2 separate regions of the Lactuca sativa genome follow, and region 1 is linked to region 2. A link is a contact called in public Hi-C data. All regions are on one chromosome and are shown on one strand. Each heading gives the region's core, a stretch centred on a gene start, on an enhancer-like site or on the middle of the called end of the contact. The rest is flanking DNA. Distances are from core to core; before and after follow the strand shown.

Evidence for each region. Hi-C and Micro-C count contacts between places; a contact is called where the count stands out from the background.
Region 1: a contact with region 2 is called in a Hi-C map of leaf, with 8 times the contacts expected there. The contact joins the promoter of LOC111920619 here to the promoter of LOC111920620 in region 2. A contact is called at or near these places in 4 of 4 Hi-C or Micro-C datasets (bud, leaf and seed).

The regions. Positions count from the first base shown.
Region 1 is chr8:175,602,472-175,606,901 of Lsat_Salinas_v11, forward strand. LOC111920619 (protein LURP-one-related 7) reads left to right here and starts at 2,289. Exons shown (of 3, transcript XM_023916194.2): 1 at 2,289-2,639; 2 at 2,954-3,160; 3 at 3,620-3,834. The coding sequence starts at 2,322. The coding sequence ends at 3,766. LOC111920618 (E3 ubiquitin-protein ligase listerin) reads right to left here. Exons shown (of 16, transcript XM_023916192.3): 15 at 4,352-4,430; 16 at 3,876-4,268. The coding sequence ends at 4,041.
Region 2 is chr8:175,420,210-175,424,837 of Lsat_Salinas_v11, forward strand. It overlaps LOC111920620 (UPF0664 stress-induced protein C29B12.11c), which reads left to right and starts at 1,816. Exons shown (of 5, transcript XM_023916196.2): 1 at 1,816-2,107; 2 at 2,676-2,787; 3 at 2,913-2,984; 4 at 3,066-3,280; 5 at 3,518-3,757. The coding sequence starts at 1,998. The coding sequence ends at 3,614.

The DNA of each region.
Region 1 (4,430 bases), core at 1,039-3,538, 180 kb after region 2:
GTGGTGCTGGTCGAAGGTGGCACCGACAATGGAGAAGAAAGAATTGATAATGGTCGGAATAACAATAACAGCAGCATGTGGTGGCAGCGAGTGGTGGTGGATGGCTTGCGATGCTAGCTCTGTTGACTCTTCTTTCTATTGTCCAGAAGCACATGACGGGGAAAGGAAAGGGTGGAAGCAACAACTGTTTGACAAGATAGGAAAGGTTTGGGTGGAGGGTTGATCGATGAAAATAGTGGGTGCTTGGCTGATTTAGTCGACGGAAAAAGGAGTGTGGTCTGATCACATGTTTTCTTTTTATTCTTATTCTTCTTTTTTCGTTTTGTAACAACCTGATGAATGGTAAAGGGTTTTTGAGCCTCATTGTCTCGCTGGATGCTGCTCCATCTCCAGAGAAGCGTGACAGAAATCAAGAAGAAAACGAAGGGAGAAGTTGAAGATGTTGGTCAATTGCAAAGAGGGAGAAATCATCTCTTGTTCCCGTCTTTATTTGATTTGGAATGAAAGGGGCATGATTGAAATAAGGGAAGAACGAATGGAAGGAAACAATCGGGGTGGATCGATCGTTATTCACAGGAAGAGGGGGGATGCCATGGCGGTCTGCTATGGGTTGAAACAACAACTTTGGTTGTTTGCTGCTGCTTCTTTCTTTTTCTTTTTTTATTATCAGATAAGAGAGAGAGAGAGAGAGAGAGAGAGAGAGAGAGAGAAAGAGATAGGGGTGTCGGTAGGGGTGGAGTGGAGGTCTATCCCCTTTGTTTTTTATTTTTATTTCATTAAGTATTAAAATAAATAAGAAAAGAAAATACAAAAGTGAAATTAAAGGGTAAATAGGTGATTTTAAATTTTTTGGACCAAAAACCTAGAAAAACCTTGATTTTGGACCTTCTGTGCAAGCTGAAAACTTTTTGGACCCCATCCAAAGATTTTTGCAAACCACAAGGACCAAATTTGCAGTTTTGTCTTTTTGTAACTCAGATGGTCCATACTGTTTATTTTTGTTGTGCGTTTGGTCCATGTTTTATCTAAAAAGACTATTGTGCCCTTATTTTTATTTTTTTTAATTCAATTTCTTATTTATGTATTTATTTTTTATATATATTTAAAAAAAATTAGTGGACTCCACACACCTGTATCTCACTCTAAACCTAAAACAACATTTGAAAATTTTAATCTAAATCTTATCGGTCAACATCCCATCTTTCATCCTCCTCAACTTCTTTCTACCTTTTAATGACATCGACGTTTTCATCGTCCCTTCTTTTTTCGGTCATTCAACTCCAATGAATCAACACCACAACCCATTATCTCTTCATCGAATTTTTCACCACCACAATCCAATGCATCACAATCCTTGCAGGAAAAGAAAATTGATACCAGAAAGAAAAAATAAAGAACTATATAAATTGAAAACCATAAGTTAAATTGCAAATCAAAGCCTGAAACTCTATATACAATATTTGAAGCTTTAATTCATCAAACTGTGTGTTTTTTTTATATTATTGGTCTTAATTTTTAATACTTTTAGTCTCTAGTAAATTTAAATTTTTATATTTAATATCTTACACAATAAAATTCTGTAAAATGACCATGTGTTTTTTTCCATGTCAAATCTAAAGTTTTTTTTTTTTTACCAAAGTAGTGTATTTTAAAAAGATATTTACCAAAATGATGTGATTTTAAAATATTTTACCATTTAGGTTAAATTTTATACAAAATCAAAATTAAAAGATAAAATAAAAAAGAAAAGAAATTGATTTATTAAAGTAATTAACTTTTTGGTTTGTTCACATTTGGATAATTTATTTTTTTGTACACATCTAGGTAACGAACTTTTTGGAAGTGTTCACATATGATCATTATGACTAAATGTAACTTGTTACAGCCGATCATAATGGTTATATGTGAACACTTCTAAAAAGTTCGTTATCTAAACGTGTACAAAAAAAAATTATCCAGATGTAAACAAACCGAAAAGTTAATTACCTAAATAAGTCAATTTCGCTTTTTTAAACAAATTTGAAACTCAATTACCTTCGAAAATCATTTTTCTAAGGTTTATAAGATCATTAAACATATTTTCGGCTCACTCGTGTATAATAATTTCCTTTATACATAATACTTTACATTTTAAAATATTGTATGTATAATTTTATAATGCATAAATTATTATATATATATATATATATATATATATATATATATATATATATATATATATATATATATATATATATATATATATATAACTATTATACATTTAGAAAAATTCATATACATACGTGTATATAATTAGAGATGTTCATACATCATATGAGTTCATGACAAATGGAGTAGCATTCAAGCAATCAAACTACAGAAAAACGAAAATCAAATCTCACTTACCAATGGATCATGCTCAAGGATCCTATCAACCCAACTCAGATGGCATCCCAACAGATCTATTCGTCTCCAAGAAGAAGAAGCCACACAATACAATCACTACCTCCAACGCTGCCAATCTCAGATTCACCGATTCTTCTGCAAATTTAGTCTTCTCCGTTGATCCTCCTCCTCCATCGAACACTCCTACCCCGTTTCTTAAACGCCTACTTGCTGATTCTTCTGGAAATCCCCTCATTTCAATTGCTCGTAACCAGGTTAGCTCTCTTCTCTCTCCGGATTCTAAATCTGAATCATTGATATCGTCGTTTGATTGATTGTCGGTTTTCGTGTCTCCTTTGCTTAGTGTAGAATCATTCTGCACTTTCCAATAAAGCTAAATTGGATCAATTCATCCAATTCCCTTGATTTTTTATGAGATTAAATTATTTTAAATCAAGTGATCTTCGATTCTTATCCTGGTGGTTAGCAAATTGAGTAACGAAGATTTGGGTCTGGATCAAGAAACTAATAATTGAGTAATTGACTCAAAATAGTCTTCAATCTCAATCCCTAATTTTTTGTTTTGCAGAAATCGACATGGCAGGGTTTTAGGAAGGATGGTATTGAAGAGAAGGATTTGATGTTTAGAGTGGAGAGAACAAGGAATAAGCTTACGAAACTAGAGTTTCAAGTGTTTGTTAGTAATGGAAACCCTTACAAGTCTGATTTCAAGATGAGAGGTTCACCCTTTCATAGATCCTGCACCATTTATAAGGGCGACTCCATAGTAGCACAGGTACTTTTCACACAATATATTAGTATTAGGTTTCAGAATTGGACATGGTTTATGAGTAATTACTACTTTCATTTAACAATTTCATTCACACTTGCTTATTATTTAAAGAAAATGTTTCAAATATATTGCCAAGTCATGAGTACTTTGAAGAATTTGAAAAATCTACCAGACTTATAGCAGTAAAAGTTGTCTTGTATATGACTTCACTATAATTGAGTAAATTTTTCAAACTAAAATGTTGTAACAGGAAGAAATGAAAGTAGAAATGCTATAATAATAAACAAATTCTTGAGAACTATGTCTAAGACATGTAATAAATCGCAACATACTTTCATATAGTATTTGTTTATTAGAGCATTTTACTTTCATTTCGTCCTTTCACATAATTGCACTTTAAAAATTATATATATATACTAGAAAAATGTTATAAATGAAAATTGTTTTTTTTTTTTTATGCAGACTAGTCTTATGTACAAGCTTGGGATCCAAAATGTAGTGGTGCCAAGAAATAGATTCCGAGTAACAATATTTCCAGGATATGCGGATAATGATTTTATTGTAGCTTTGATTGTAATATTTTTCTATGGTAGAAAATTATGGATTTAAATATAAATGCATAAATTACACATTCTTGTATATATGTCAATTGAGTAAAATTATTTATTATATATCAAGGGTATTTTATCCATCGAATAGAAATGGTAAAAAATTTAGATGATGGAACCAAAAACACCATAATGAGAATCATTTCAACAACTCAAATTCAAATTCAAAAATGTGAAACAAACAAGAAGTCCAAAACCCTAATTACAAAAGTAAGCTTTCTAAAAAACAAAACTCTCGTATAACTTATAAAAACTAATGAAAATTAATATAATGATCAAAATGGAGATTGACACAATGGGCAATTAGATTTGTGAGAAGTGGAGAACCACTTGTACAAACAAGCAGAATGGAACTTATGCTTGCATGTCCTACAAGCAAGTCGAGGAAGACTATGATTTGCTGTATGAATCACACTGTAACATATTGGGCATTCTTCTACACCCTCAAACTCCTTGTCAAAATTGCTTTTCCATATTCCAATTGCTTCTGCTAACGCTCCATTCTACACATACATTTATATAACAACAAAATTACTTATCTACCCTTGAGAAAGTCGGAAAAAAACAATGTGGTGTAACAGCTTACTTGATTACGAACGAATGACATCATTGAAAGCAACCATTTCCTTTGTTTGACTTCACTGATTCCAAGGCTTCTTGTACAT
Region 2 (4,628 bases), core at 566-3,065:
GTCAAACCAATGCTCTAAACGATTCATCGGTTGAGTTGATTCTTTCTGATAATCGTGGACTAGTAATTGTGAGAATCGGTTGGGACGAGTATATATGTGTGTAATGTTTTATAAATATCTAAGTTGTGGGATATATCTATATTGTTTGGTAATAGTTGGTTTTGCAGGTTTTATAACTATGGATTATTATCATCATAATATTGTGAGATTGAAAACCTTATGCGTCTCACCAGGTTTCCCACTCTGACTCACTCAAATTATATGTATCACACGTGACAGGGCTAAAGCTGTTGGAACTTTATTAGGATGCAAAATGATTAAGATACAACTTACAATAGTGTTCAGGACCGTTAGGTATTTGTCGTTGTAACATATGTTGTGTATTGATTATGATATCCTTAGGGTTTTAGTTTCAGGGGTTTGCCTAATGTATATGTGATCTTGGTTTCACTAAGATCATGTGTGACTCCTCGTTACCCATCTATCACCAGAGCATCGCATCACATCGATTATCTTATCTTTTATGTGGATAACATTACTCTAATTGCATCCTCGATAAATCTCTTATAACACATCACGGTTATTTGGAGCACCAAGTTCCATATGACAAATCTCGAGGATCTTTTTTTTTGGCATTGTAGTTACTCGGGATCAGACCAACATGTTTCTAACTCAACAAAAATAAGCTTTGGAAATTATATAGTGGGCCAACATGCTAAACTACAAACTAGCTTGCAATTTGATGACACTTCAGCGAAACTGGGTCCCTTATACACACCTGTCGCAAACCCACCAGAGCCTTGTTAGAGGTCTTCAGTACCTTACATTTAATGGGCCCAACATCACCTAAGTAGTTCAAAAGATATGCCTACCAATGTGTGACCTCACGAGCTTCACTATATAACACTCAAACATATTCTTTGATGCATCCATGTCTAAGTAGCCGACAATTTGCATCTTTATGATACTTCCCCTCACAGTCTGAGAACTTATATTGATGCTAATTATGATACTTCCCCTCACAGTTTGAGAACTTATTTTGATGTTAATTAGGTTGGTTACCCTTATACTAGGTGATCTACATTTGTATACTATGTATTTTTTTAGCACAACCTCTTTTCTTGGTCCTCAAAACGACAGGGTATGGACATGCTCCAGTGTTGAAACGGAGTATCAAGGAGTCCTTATTGTTGTAGTAGAAACATATTGTATCAACAACTTACTTCATGAGCTTCAGCAACTACTAAAGCCACTATTGTCTATTGTGAAAATGTCAATATCGTATTTGACCAACAACCCAGTTCAACATGAACAAACGAAAAATGATCATGATATTCATCGAACTGGAATGTTTATAAATTATATTTTACTGCATTTATTGTATTCGACTCTTATAAATGTTCCTGTAAATGTACAAACGCATTTACTTGTTGTATTTTGACTATATAAGCACACTCTCAAAACCTAATGATATATGGTGTTTAAAAACGTGTTCATCCATGAGGTTTGAGAGTTCAAATCCTTTTAGCAAACAAATATTTAAGTTTAGGAGTAAGATTTAGAAGATATGTGATAGTTCTAAAAATAACCAAAAAATATATTTGCCCCGTAATGACAATGACAACTTAGTGGTTGATATAAAATTTCATTTAAATAATTAGGATTTAAATCTAAAATATTGTTAGTGTTTCGAAACTGAATTTTACGTCATAAAAATGGTAGAGTTTGTCATTTTTTTTAATTTTTTTTTATATTTTGTTTTAAACGAGTGATGGTGGAAATTAACCGAGATACAAAATGGAGTAATGGAGTCCCTTCTACCGTTTACTCCAACGGCATGTGGTAACGTCTGGAAAGTCGTAGATTACTCGTACGCGAGGGGAAAACAACAAATAATACACGAACAACACTCTTGTTGCGATATCTGATCACACTTTTGAAAATTTCTCTAAAAATTCAATCGTTTCTCTACCTAAACTCCACGAAGAAGGAGATCGATGGCGCTTAATCCTAATCTGTATGGTAACGGGATGCCCGTAGCGTTCGTCAACGAGATGTTCGTCTTAATTAGAGACGGCGTCGAATTTGAGGTCGACAAGATCCCCGGGTAAGCATCTTTTCAATCCTTTATCAATTTGATTATTTTTCTTTTTCTAAATCCCCACAATCGCCTGCATCAGTTTCGATTTAGGGTTTATCATGTTAGTTTTAGGTTTTAGATTTGTTGTGTTCTTGTGTTTCGTTGATGATGATGTAGATGATCATTTTAATCTTTATGGTAAACTTTGAATACTTCGTAATTGCTTGATGATGGCAACCGATTATCGTACTTTATTATGACTAGTTGCTTGAATCTTCAATTCGCTTCCTTTTAATCGGTTTATTTGGTTTCCTCTACACGATTATCACAAAAGCACAGTGTAAATTCATACATGAATTCACATATTTGCTATTGATGTGTTGAAACATAACAAGCACGAATTTATATGAAATTGGATTTGATCAAATCGTGAGAGTTAACACAAGCAACAATCTACATGAAATTGGAAGTTGTATCAATGGAACAGCGACTGATGGACAAAATTTGTAACTTTTTGTGGATGTGACAAGGTTACAAAAGACATGAATGCCCTCAATGGTTAAGCTAAGTGTTGTTTTATACTATGTATCTTCAGGGCACCTGGTGGAATGGGGAAAGCAAAGGGGAAAATCTATTTGTCAAATGTCCGGATGGTGTTTGTTGCTGATAAACCTACAAACAATTTTATTGCTTTTGATATGCCTCTGGTGAGTAAACTCACATAGTCACATTTTTCCTTTAAATTTTACTCTTATAAACTTATATATAACAGTCAGTCACAGTCACAGTCTGAGTCACAGTTTAAGTCAATTTGACTTTGTTTTTGGTGCAGCTTTATGTACATGGAGAAAAATTCAACCAACCGATTTTCCACTGCAACAATATATCGGGACTTGTGGAGCCTGTAAGTGGATGATGACATGTCATTATACGTAATCAAATCCGATTGATTATTTAATGTAATAATAATTATGTTGAATTGTAGGTAGTCCCAGATGATCAACATCGTGCATTGTACTCCACTCACACTTTCAAGATTTTATTCAAGGAAGGAGGTTGTGGGACATTTGTGCCTTTATTTTTCAACTTGATAAAATCCGTGCGACAATATAATCAACAATTTGGTGGCCCAACTGAGCCCCGTGCCCCTGATCCTTTAAGAGCCGCTCAAACTCCTGTTGACGAAATGATGAGACACGCGTAAGTACCATTCTATATTAGACACAGACACATTTAGCCTAAATGTGTCTGATCCTCATACATATTTTATGTATGAGGCACAATGTCAAATACATTGTGCCTGACACATATTTATGTGTCAGGTGTCGGGCACATCAAAACATTTGATGTGCCTGATGGATAGTAAGTATATATTATGCACAGAATGCATGATACATATAACATGTATGTAAGTAATATGCGTTTTGTTTTGAGCAGATATGTTGATCCGAATGATCCGACAAGAATCTTTCTACAGCAGCCGAACTCAGAATCACAGCTCAGACGCCGAACATATAATCCTCAGACTGAATGAAATATGGATTTTAAAAAATGAAACTCTTTGAATATTTTAGTAATCTTTACTTGTGAAGTTCTTGTGTACATGAGATCTCTAGCTCTTTGTGTATTGATATATTGCACTTTGGTAACTAAATGGCTTGTACTGTTTCTTTTAAATCGGTTTAGGGTTTTCTTTTTTGTTTTTATAAAATCCCTCAACTGTTATCGTTTTGCATACTAGTCCTTTCACTTTCAATTCTTACATACTTGACCTTGTATGTAAGAAGTAGATCTATTGTCTTTATGATAAGATGTTTGATACAACCACAAAAGGATTATATGCTGTTAAAGTTCTAAAATCCACAATAAGAGACCAACCTTGTAGCTATCATCTACAGTTTCACACGTATTGGCATGATCAGAATGCTACAGTACGATTATATTTTCACACATTTAGGCTAAAGTTTAAAAAGATGAAAGATAATTAATTCCTTAGTTATGTAATTAAATGGATATTAAATGGGAAGAATTTAAAGGTACAAAACCCTAACTCAAGTCCTTTTGGATGTCTTTGTTAACCAAGGAAGGAAAAGGAAGATGATTTGTTCGACTTTAAGATACTTGATCACTGTGGTTGCATCAAGGTTTGAGAATATTTTTGTACATCAAGAGAAAATTCAATTCCCACTGTTTGGATATAAAAACTCTAATTAGGCCATGAGGTATATCACCTTACAGTGTGCAGTGAGGCCAGGTGACACTCCGGGTACAGTAACACCACTGCTCTTGGTGCACGGTGAGGTCCTCCATTCGGTAAAAAACAACCATTATATATATATATATATATATATATATATATATATATATATATATATATATATATATATATATATATATATATATATATATATATATATATATATATATATTCTAATAAAAGAATAGTTTTATTCTCCTTTTGACATGTGTCAATTTATTAGGCCTTATAATTAATGCATATGTTATTCTTTTTTTGCCATGTGTCACCCTATTATGTCTTCTAATTAAT